Regions from separate parts of the Zea mays genome. Here region 2 is linked to region 1. The links are chromatin contacts, called in public Hi-C maps. All regions are on one chromosome and are shown on one strand. Each heading gives the region's core, a stretch centred on a gene start, on an enhancer-like site or on the middle of the called end of the contact. The rest is flanking DNA. Distances are from core to core; before and after follow the strand shown.

Evidence for each region. A called contact is a pair of places that touch in the nucleus more often than the background predicts.
Region 2: a contact with region 1 is called in a Hi-C map of ear, with 2.0 times the contacts expected there. The contact joins the promoter of LOC100170243 here to the promoter of LOC103634991 in region 1. A contact is called at or near these places in 3 of 25 Hi-C or Micro-C datasets (ear, leaf and tassel).

Annotation. Positions count from the first base shown.
Region 1 is chr1:61,254,840-61,260,784 of Zm-B73-REFERENCE-NAM-5.0, reverse strand. LOC103634991 (IQ-domain 1) reads right to left here and starts at 2,438. Exons shown (of 5, transcript NM_001362604.1): 1 at 2,215-2,438; 2 at 1,405-1,597; 3 at 965-1,285; 4 at 511-753. The coding sequence starts at 1,509.
Region 2 is chr1:61,578,008-61,583,952 of Zm-B73-REFERENCE-NAM-5.0, reverse strand. LOC100170243 reads left to right here and starts at 2,887. Exons shown (of 4, transcript NM_001161349.1): 1 at 2,887-3,028; 2 at 3,895-4,121; 3 at 4,441-4,827; 4 at 5,821-5,945. The coding sequence starts at 3,921.

The DNA of each region.
Region 1 (5,945 bases), core at 1,189-3,688:
CGGTCGCCGTCGAGTACAGTATTACAGCAGTGGCCGGGAACGGCAGCCGGAAATCCACCGTGCTCAGCGGTGCCAGTCTGTGATACACACGACACGAGTCGTACGAAACGCTGCCGTCATTCCTGCCGTGCTCAGTTGGACTGCATCACCTGGCTCCACGAGCCCCGTGCGGCTGGCTGGCTGGCGCGACCACGCAGACGCAGCACTGCACCTGCACGGCTGGAACCACCCCGCACGCATCGAAACAAACAGAGGCCAGGCACAAGTCGCGCGGGAGGGTCCCCCGCGCCGCCAACGACGAATGGAATCCCCCGCACACACACTGACACACACATCACACGCGCATGTGCCGTCGGACGACGCGCCGGCGTGATCGACCGGCCACCAGCCAGCACCTCGCCCGCCAGCCTTTACCCAGTTATCCACATGCCGAGCATGTGCGGCGCCAATCATTCCGCATGTTCCGTCCGTTCATCCGTGCCGCAAGGCGAGACCGCGAGAGTGACTTACGTGGACGGCGGCGGCAGCGGCAAAGAGCTCCCTGCCGCGCCGCAGCAGCAGGGCGTCGTCGTCGTCCGCCGCCTGCTGCTGGTGGTGGTCGACGCCGCCGGCCCTGGACCGGTGGCGGGCCTGGATCCGCATGAGGGATTCGAGGCCGCGCAGCGTGGCCGCCGTCTGCCGCCGCACCGCCTGCCCCCGGATCAGCGCCTGCAGCCGCACCAGGCCCTTGAGCGCGCGCAGCGCCCGCCGAGCCTGCGTTTCCGGCAGAGCGACCAGCATCTCATCAGCGACATGAATGCTGACCAGAACCAAAAAAAAAGGGATGGCGAAATGGCCCAGTTCGCATACACTTGACAAATAGCCGCATCAATGTTACGAAAAATACACCGACTTTGAGACGGATCGCGTCACTATATTTACGAACCCAAAAAAACCTGCATTGTAGTAACGACCGACGACGTACCAGGTATCCGCGGTAAGCCGACTGGATGGCGACGGCGGCCTGCTCCCGCTCCTTCTCCTGCCCCCGCACCTGCCGGGGCAAGGGCGGCACCACCGGCGCCTGGCCGGTGAGGCGGACCACGTGGGCGGCGGCGTGCGCGGCGGCGACAGCGGCCTCGGCGGCGGCCGCGGTGGCGAGGGCGACGGCCACGGCGTGCTTGCTCTGCTCGTCCTCCGCCCGCCTGATCTGGTCCGGTTCCGTGGCCGCGGGCGCGGGCGCCGGGAGCGCGAACGACTGCTGCGCGCGCAGCTTCCCCGGCAGCCACCGCTTGCTCTTGGCCTTCTGCGGAGGCGAGCGAGAAACAATTCATTGTTTGTTTGTTCCCGTGGACACCGATCGACAAACAAGATAAACGAACAGATCGCAGCAGGACGGGGGCGGGGGCGGGGGCGTGGTCGAACCTTGTCTGGTGCTGGTTTGGGCGCGGGCTTGGGGTCGGACGACGAGGTGGTGAAGAGCCGCCTGATGCGCTCGATCCAGCTCCTCCTCCTCTTCTCCTTGTCCATGTCGCCGACGGCCGAGCGAGCGAGAGCGGTAGCGGCTGCACTACTCTCTCTCTCTCTCTCTATCTAGGCTCCACTGCGCGGCGGGTATCTGAAGCAAATAAAGCACACAGCGGGCATCGGCATCGCCAGAAATGCAGGGGAAAAGAACAAAAAAAAACAGGGAATCAACAGGTGGTGTGGTTCCCGCGTCTGGATCGCAAGATCCACGGGAACATGGACTGCAAGTGTGGCAGTGGCGGTACGGCACGGCACTTCGCCGGAGACGCAAAATCCACTTTCCGCGTCCGCGCAAACCAATAAATCCCAAAAGGGGGGCTTCCGTTCTTTTATTATAGTAAAAAAACAAAAAAAATGAAGAGGGCTGCACTGGATTCATGATCGACAGCTGTGGCCCTCGGCAGACGCCAGCGATCAGAGCGAGGACTAGAATGCACAAACGAAACAAAACAAAACAAAACAAAAAAATGAAGAGGACTGCACTGGATTCATGATCTGTGACTGTTGCCCTCGTCAGACGCCAGCGATCATCAGAGCGTGGACTAGAATACACAAAGGAGCGATCGAATCCAAACGTGACGGGAACTCGTGCCAAATCTAAGTTGCTGCTGGTGGTGGTGGGGAGATGGACGGAACTGGATGCCACGACGAAAGACGAAGAGATCGCCAACCGGGGACGGGAAGAGGACCAAAACATACTCGGCGTACCTGCTGTTGTGTGGGCTCTGTGGCCCTCTGGGGGGATCCAAGAGCCCTGTCGCGCTCTCGCGTAGCGTCTCGCCCCTCGCGACGCAAGCTGGACAGCCCGAAGACACGGTGCGGCGCTCAAGGCTGCGCGGAGACCGAACGGCTCCGCGGCAGATGCGCCTCGCTCCCGCTCCCCATCCGAGTTCCGATGGGACGACGAGGGAGGGAGAAAGAGAGAGAGGAGTGGGGAGTGTGAAGACTGAGGACCACTGCCGCGTCCAGTTTATATATGGACGGCACCCATTTGCAGAGAGACGAGGCAAGACTCGCGAGACGCGCCCGGCTCAACTCCCGCCTTGTCTGCTGCTGCTCCCGCTTGATCAGTGGGTGGGCCCCCCGCCGTATGGGGAAACAATACGAGAATACTCCTACAGGCGCAGTAATGACGAACCAAACCAATGGTAGCCGTGGTAAAGTAGTAAGTACTAGATTTTTCATTGATTGGTCGATGAATGGGCGCGTCGAATTCTCCAGCGAATGCAAAGGGTTTTTCTTTTCGGCAGGTGACGTCACCCTATCCTTTTCTCTCATCTCTTGGCCAACCGCAACAGCTGTAGTCTGTAGATAGGGGAATAAAGGAGGAGAAAGCAGGGCACTCCTTAAAAAAGGCTGGGCTGCAGGTGCATGACACGACGAGTGCCTGAAAGTCGTTGCGTTGCGTTGCGTTGCTTTTGCAGGCGCACTGGCGCTGCCTATGTGGGAGGGAGACGAGAGATCCGATCAAAAGCCGGGAAACGCAGGCACTCGAGTGCGGCGCGGGACGCCATCCGTGCACATGTCGCGCGGGACGCCACAGCAGGGCGGAACGCCGGGTCTACGTAGCTACTAGCATGGATGCACCACGCGAGAAAGCGTGCAGGGGACAGGAGTCGAGTCGACATGGGTTCTTTCTTTTCAGGGAGGGAGGGAGGGGTCGACACTGCATTCGCCCTCAATAAAAGCAGCACCGGCTCGGCTCCATCCATGTCGAGAGGAAAGAAAAGTGCGCATTTGACTCGCTTTCCGCGGGGACAAAGCTGGGGCCGGCCTTCAGATCCAATCCCGCCTTGCATGCACGAGCAATAATGGCGTCCACCACCATGTGGCACAGCACAGGCAAATGTGGGGCGCCGTGCTAGAGAACAAGGCGGCCACAGGGAGATGGAATCGTCCGACAGGTGACCGGAGCACAGGGACAGCCTGCTTCCATTCAATTCACACGGGGGAACGGAACTGGTGTAGGAGGAGTACTCCTGACTGACTCACTGACACAAACTGTTGCCACGACTGCTGTGGAAACAGTTTTTTTACCAGATGTACTGTACGTAATTGTTTTCCAAAATGGTTTTATTTAGTACTACGTATATAGTGGTTGGAATGTCGGATCCTATAGCCCCCACATGGCTCCGTCGCACACATGCACCACCACCACTGTGCAGTGTGCACTGATCAACCGGTGCCGTGTCTCCTTCCCCGTGGAGAGCTTGACATGCAAGGCCTCTCTCTCTCTCTATACGCGGATGTACGCATCCAACTTATGATCTTATGATGTGGGCAGCAGCTGCAGTGGGCATATGGGAGTCTGGCAGTCTCCCACAGACATCCTCGCCAACCTGTTGCAGAGTTGCAGACCCTGCTGCTCTCTGTGGCCACCGACCGGTTTTCCAGAGGCCAGAGACTTGGTTTTGGGGGGTCCCTGCCAATGATTCTGCCGCCCAAACTGACTGTACAGTATTGGTTCAGCTGGGTAGCGCAGCGCAGTGAACTGATGCAGCATTCCATCCAGTATGCCAAGCTCCAGCTGACTGGATCCGCAAATATGAACTTCATTCATCGGGCCATATTCCTAAATCGCAATCATGTCGTCTCCCGCAGCTTATCTTCGTGTACCATTCACATAGTATTGTTTATGGAACGTCTTTTATCTCTTCTATCCCTTTCCCTAGCAGAGCTATTGAACTCTTTTTTTTTTTTTGCTTTATCAGCTCCGGGTCCTCTGACGCTAAAAGCAGTGTTACAAGGGCACGTGCAACACGATTAGATGAAGGGTCTCTATAGGGTTAAAGTAAAAAAAAATTTAAGAGGCGAACATTTTTCAGATGGTCAAGTTGAGTGCCATTGAACTAATTTTCCACGGAAATTATCATAATCCCAACATACTTGTGCATCAATATCAGTCTCTCTGTCCGCAAAAAAAAATTATCACTAGTACATATGCGTGTTAGATTTGTAGCAAAAAACACTAGCAATATTTACATCTCTAAATAAGTTTATTTAAAATATATATTCAATGATTTGTCTAGTGATACTATTTATACACCACAAATATTAATGTTTTTATATATATTTGTTTAAAGTTAAAATGTTCGATGTCACAGGAAATGAGAATAAGACTTCTTTTTGGACGTACGGAGTGAGTATATTTTTAATAATCTCTAACCCAGATATGACAGTCACATAATTCATCTCTCACTAATTTGACAACAACTTCTAAGACTATCTCTAGTAGACAGTGCTACTCTGAAACGCCAATATACAACCTTTCAAGTTTCAATTATCAAGCATCGTACTTGTGTCCCGTAACAATGAAATATGTGATGGTGCGAATGGCACTCCATGTAGTCAGCAAGCAACATCTTATTATATTACCTTGAATACAAACTACAGCTATATCTTTTCATTTTCATTTCAAATGCAAAATAAATCCAAGTTGGTTATATGGTATGACTAACACTCCTCGGGTCCTATGTTCGAATCGCCATGGAAGCGAATTTCAGCCTGTAGTTCTAAGGCTTAGCCTCGGTCGCAGTCATTCTCACATCTCACATGAGCTTCGATGTCGTTGTGTGAAAGGGAAATAGGGTTTAACCTTTTCCTATAAATATTTTTGGTGGTTGAATGTCCAACACAAATAATTGGACTAACTAGTTTGCTCCAGATTATATATTCTACAGGTGCATAAAAGTTCAACACAAACCAATAAAATATCAAAATTAGGGTTCAAAAGAAAGGAGCAAAAGAAACCGAAGAGAACCCTGGTCTGGCGCATCGGACTGTCCGGTGTGCCACCGGACAGTGTCCGGTGCACCAGGGCCGTACCACTCTGAAATTGCCACCTTTGGGTTTCAGAAAAGCCGCTCCGCTATAATTCACCAGACTGTTCGGTGCACCAGCGAAGCAACGGCTACTTCGCGCAACGGTCGACTGCAAAAGCGGTGAAGTCAGATGAATAGTGAAGAATAGTGCGCACGGAATCAGTGTCGTTCGTCAGAGGGGCACCGGACAGTGAACAGTGACTGTCCGGTGCGACACCGGACTGTCCAGTGCCACAAGAAGACAAAGCTCCAACGGTCGAAACCGCCAGAACCCTAACGGTTGGGTAACGTGGCTGGCGCACCGGACACTGTCCGGTGGCGCACCGGACTGTCCGGTGCGCCCATCGATAGCAGCCTGCCCCAACGGTTGAATTGGTGGTTGAGGGCTATAAATACCCCCAACTACCTCCACTCCAACCATCCAAGCATTCAGTACTACACATTCAATACAAGAGCAATAGACACCACTCTAAAGACACAATTCAAGTGATCGATCCGCTCAAAGTCTACAATTCAACTCTAGCGCATTTAGACTTGTGAGAGGATCATTTGTGTTTTCCTTGTTGCTCTTGTTTGCTTGGTTGGCTTTCTTCTTCCTCATTCTTGTTCTCTAAGTGA
Region 2 (5,945 bases), core at 1,638-4,137, 320 kb before region 1:
ACTGAGGCAAGATCCATATTATCGTGTGGATGTATAGATGGCCAAATGAGCCGTGTCTGGCGAGCCGGCTCGAGGCACAACCCATTTAATAGTGCCTGGCCAACCCGCACGAACGTCGTGCGGTGCTTGGGCCGTAGCCTCGACCCGTAGTGCTGGCCCGGCCGACACGGTTATTTTTTTATTTTACAAAAGATCATATATACATATGTACAATTTATATTCAATATTATAAACACATGAGCATGATGTTCTACTGGTTATACAACTTTGTCCAGTGTCTTCCACCCTTCTTCCCCCACCTCCTGCACTGTTTTTTAACATTTTACGCTGAGTTGATTTAGAAGAAATGTAGAGATTTTTTTAAAAGATGATGCAGGACGACCATTGAAACTAGTGCTTTAAGTATACTAGTCGGTTGCCCGTGCGTTGCAACGACTTACAACAATACCCACATAAACTATCTATCAAAAAAATTCAAGATTTTTATTGATTGTCTCTGCTCTCTGTATATTTTTTTTGATTTAGCTAACTGATGTTATTGTTTACTCCATGCAATGTCTTGGTACAACTCGACCAATGAAGTGAGCGATTAGAAGAGAGTTTACAACGACTGACTGAACGAACAGAGATTATAAAATGACATAATTTCACCATACAGAGACCAAATAAGAGAAAGTTTGTGAGCTCAAGTTTCTAAAATATGTCACATGAAGTCAAACTTATAAAAAGATAGATCAAAATATGGAGTGATTGCTAAAGTCAGGCATAAATAAAAATTGTATGCACTCCATATAAATTATGCTACTTCGTAGCAATTAATAACGTTTAAAACCAATAAATAACCTTTTATTTTACTGTTAGTGTGACAAATCATTGTTGCTCCATCCAATTCAGCAATCTCAAACACCATGTAGTCCATTGCACCAATGTGGTCTCAGAAACGACCGAATTCTTGCAAGAGCCAATAACGCTGTGTCGTGCTTGGGTTGTAGCCTCGGCCCGTAGTGCTGGCTCAACACGATTATATATTTTTATTTTACAAAACAAACGTATATACATATGTACAATTTATATTCAATATTCAAAACATTTGAGCATGATGTTCTACTGGCTAGACAATTTCACACAGTGTCTCTCGTCCTTTTTCCATCAGGGCATGGATTCGAACCTCACCTACTGCACCATTTTTTAACATTTTACACTGATTTAATCAAATGGGACTACGGGCTAGCCCGACACAGTCAGCAGGTCGACATGACGTGCATGGGCCATAGTTGTGGCCCACATGCGTCTAGCCCGTGCTAGGCCAACGTTTACACTGATTTAATCAAATGGGCCGACGGGCTAATGGGCTGACTCGGCACAGTCAGCAGGCCGACGTGACGTGCCTGAGTCATAGTTGTGGCCCATGTGCGTCTGGCCCGTGCTGGACCGATGTTTGGCCATCTATATATGTGCAACGGATTAATTTGAAATATGTGTGATGAGTTATTTGTAAAAAGATGACGCATGACGAGCATTGAAACTGGTTCTTTAAGTATAACTAGTTAGTCCAAATGTTTGTGTTGGGCAATTCAACCACCAAAATCAATTAGGAAATAGGTGTAAGCCTAATTCCCTTTCAGTTACCGATGAATCCGATCGAAAAAATTCGAAATCGATTTCTGGAATACCGAAAAATTCTGAAACCGTTTTCATCCCTAGTTATAGTTTACTCCATGCAATATATCATGGTACAACACGACCAATGAAGTGAGCGATTAGAAGAGAGTTCACAACGACTGACTGGACGAACAGAGATTATAAAATGGCAAAATTCCACCATACAAAGACCAAATAAGAGAAAGTTTATGAGCTCAAGTTTCTAAAATAAGTCACATGAACTCAAACTTATAAAAAAGATGGATTAAAATATGGAGTGATTGCTAAAGTCAGGCATCAATAAAAGCTGGATGTGCTTCATATAAATTATGCTACATCATAGCAATTACTAACGTTTAAAACCAACAATTAATCTTTCATTTTACTATTAGTGTGACAAATCATTGTTGCTCCATCCAATTCAGCAACCTCAAACACCATGGAGTCCATTGCGTCAATGTGGTCTCAGAAACGACCTAATGCTTGCAAGAGCCAAGAACGTCGTGCCGTGCTTGGGTTGTAGCCTAAGCCAGTAGTACTGGTTCGGCCCGACACGATTATTTTTTTTATTTTACAAAAAAATGTATATACATATATACGATTTATATTCAATATTAAAAATATCTGAGTGTGATATTCTACTGCTTAGACAGTTTCACCCAGGGCAATAGGTTCGAACCCCACCTCCTGCACTGTTTTTTAATATTTTACACTGATTTAATCAAATGAGCCGATGGGCTGGCTCGACACAGTCAGTAGGCCGACATGATGTGCTTGGACCAGAGTTGTGGCCCGCGGGCGTCTGGTCCGTGACGGGCCGTTGTTTGGCCATCTATAGACGTGCAACAGATTAATTTGAAATAACTGTGAGTGGTTATTTGTAAAAAGATGACGCGGAACGACCGTTGAAACTGGTGCTTTAAGTATAATATAGATATAGAATAAAGATTTGTTAGCTAGCTATTTTTATTAGGATTTTTTAATCAACTAAATATTAAATCTAGTACATTCTGTTGTCCATTCATACCGTCCTTTATTTATGCAATCCTTTTGTTTGTTGTTCAAGACAGATATTTTAATGAGTGAATGAATGGAAGGGCAAGTCCCGTGGGCCGGAGGATCCAAACAAACGGCACACGGAACGAAAAAGCTTCACGACTTTCACGAGACAAAACAACCCGAGCAAGAAAACAAAGCACGACCAGAACCGCAGAGGGGGGACACCCGGACTCAGAGAGAGAGAGAGGGGCATTCGCCCGTTCGAATTCTCTCGCCTCGGCCTCCTCCTCACCTGCCTGCTCGGCTGCTCGCCAGACCAACCACAGCCGTCGGCGCTGCAGACCGCGGCGGGCAGGATCAGCGGTGCGTAGCCTGCCCATTTCGCGAGGTAGATCCCTGCTCAAGTCTTCGCCGCTTCATTTTCCGTGGGGAGTTTTTTTTTCATGGTTTTCTTTTCTGGGTGAAAGTTTGGGTTTCTTCGGGAGGGAGGGAGGGTGGGGAGAGGTTCTAGGAGTTGCCGAAGCGATTCTGCTCGATCGATTCAAATGCGGCCGACCGGACGATAGCGCTAGCGCAGGGGTTTAAGCGCGTGCTTTCTGCTTGGTTGCCAGGGTTTGAGCATGTTTTTTTTGTGTGTGTGTGGTTAGTTTCTCGATCTGACGCGATTTCGTGACGCGTCGATGCACTTCTTTCGTGGGTAAAAAAGAATCTCGTTACCTTTGCTTGATTAACCCATGTAGATGTAGGGTTCTTGTTCTTGACATTTTGTTCAATTCGCTAAAGGCACGGGAACTACTGGACACTGGTGCAGAAACCAATATGTACAGATTTTTCTCCTTGTGAAAGACATGCTAACGCAAGCTTGATATGAGCCTACATGAAAGCTTTGAACAAGTCCATGAGACGCCTACCTGAAAACTTTGAACAAGTCCATGAGACTTGAGAGATATTTGTTGCAAGTAGGAAGACCTGTCAGGTCAACCACTTGAAAGCATCACCTGAGGTCCTAGGGACCATGTGTGCTTCAGCTATTTCAAAATCTCGTAACAGTATCCAATCATATAGCTAGACTGTGCTGGAGCTGTAAAATTGCACTTTTACGCAAGATATGGTATCATGGCAAGGAAAGGATTTGTGTTTACAGTGCCAGTAGTAGGATGCACACACTGCTGCCTTTACCGAGAGCGTATCTCTCCCATCCCCTTTATTAAATCTCACATAGTGTAAATGAAAATATTCGTCATTTTTTCATAGCAGGACCATATAATTCCAAGACCCTGATGATGGCCACAACTGCTTATATCGATGATTCCTGTTCGGAGGTTATTGATCCCCCGAAGACTGAGGTGCTGGATGTTGCTGAACTCCCTGGTGACCATACTCAGAACCCACCAAAACCGAATGTTGTGGTGTCTAGCAGTGTGCGTGAACTTCTGGAATGTCCAGTCTGTTTGAGTGCCATGTATCCTCCTATTCATCAGGTGCACATTCATACTGATCCATGACGTGTTTATATCTATAACCTGTCTAAATGTAGAATTGGATGAAAATTATGGTTTACTGGTTTAAGAGTTCCTTTCAATATCATGTACTACTATCATCAATCCACCATTTAATTCTGACCCGTTTCAATTTCCTTAGACCTTTTAATCTTCAGTGTTTATAAACCTTAACTTTTACTCTCTCTTCCCTTTTTTTGGTTAGCTATGGTGCAGTGCAGAATAGTAATATGTTCTGCTTTTTATTCAACTATTTAAATCTTATTTCTTATGATAGTAATGCCATCTTTTGTCTATGCAGTGCTCTAATGGTCATACATTGTGTTCCGGATGCAAACCAAGGGTTCATAACCGTTGTCCAACTTGTAGGCATGAACTGGGTAACATAAGGTGTCTTGCTCTTGAGAAGGTGGCTGCATCTCTTGAACTTCCATGCAAGTACCAGTGCTTTGGGTGCCCAGGCATTTATCCTTACTACAGCAAGCTGAAGCATGAGTCGCAGTGCCAATATAGACCTTATAGTTGTCCATATGCTGGATCTGAATGCACAGTTGCTGGTGACATCCCATATTTGGTGAATCACTTGAAAGATGACCACAAAGTTGACATGCACAATGGCTGTACCTTCAATCATCGCTATGTAAAGCCAAACCCTCATGAAGTTGAGAATGCCACATGGATGCTTACGGTACTTCACACTGACACCAATACGTTGATTTAAATTTCTGTTGTTTTTACTGTAGTTTGTTTCTGCATAGATAAAAGTCTATGGCGTAGAAACTTCTGTATATATTTGTAGTGTGTGTTTACCGACTTTTATCTATTTGTTGCATGTATATTTTACTGTTGTTTGCTTCTTCAAAGGTAGAAGTTCATTTTTCTATCCTGTCTTGGAAACTTTTGCACATTTGTCAGATATTGATGTAGTGTGACTGTTTATCGACATCTACATATTTGTCACATATATACGATGAAGATGCTGAACATGGTACACACTTGTTGGACGAGAAATGATTAGGTGCTGATCATAATACACACCTAAAACACGACTAGAGGGAGAAACGTGCACCCTCATTTTTTATAGGTAGAATTTGAGAATGAAACCTGGGTACAAACTGAGCGATAGCTAGTGGTGGGGCTGGTCGTGGTCATGCCCTCTGACCGGGGTTCGGAACTCTGGTATTGCAAAAGATCCCCATGCTTTGCTCCCTGGCTTGGGGCTGTGGTGTGCTGCCGGCCTAGGTAACAGTGAGCTGCACTGGCCTTGGTAACGGTCAGCACAAGTTCAGTTTGGCCCTATAAATGGGCATGTGTCAGGGTTTGAGGGGTTTTCTCAACTGGGCTCATATGGCCCCTTCTTAATTATAATGCTGTGGGAGCAGTTCTTTCCCCACCGGTTGATAAAATCAAACACTGGTTGACTGGGGTGGTCGTACACTCTCACTAGCCAATTCATCTCAGGGAGATTCTCGCTTGTTCAACTGTTTTTTTTCTTATACAAACACACTGCATGTACAGATCCATCTTCATCTGTTTTCGATGAAAGGCCATGCTGTTTTAAGGCGTGAGTCATTTCAGATTGGTTCTTGGTTTGCTACATTTTCTCACTGTTTGAAGCGCAATAAAGAAACACAGCTGTTACAAAATCACTTCCATGATCTGCTATAATCGTCTCGTGCAGGTATTCAGCTGCTTTGGCCAGTACTTCTGCCTACACTTCGAGGCCTTCCAGCTGGGCATGTCACCCGTCTACATCGCCTTCCTGAGGTTCATGGGAGACGACGCGGAAGCGAAGAACTACAGCTA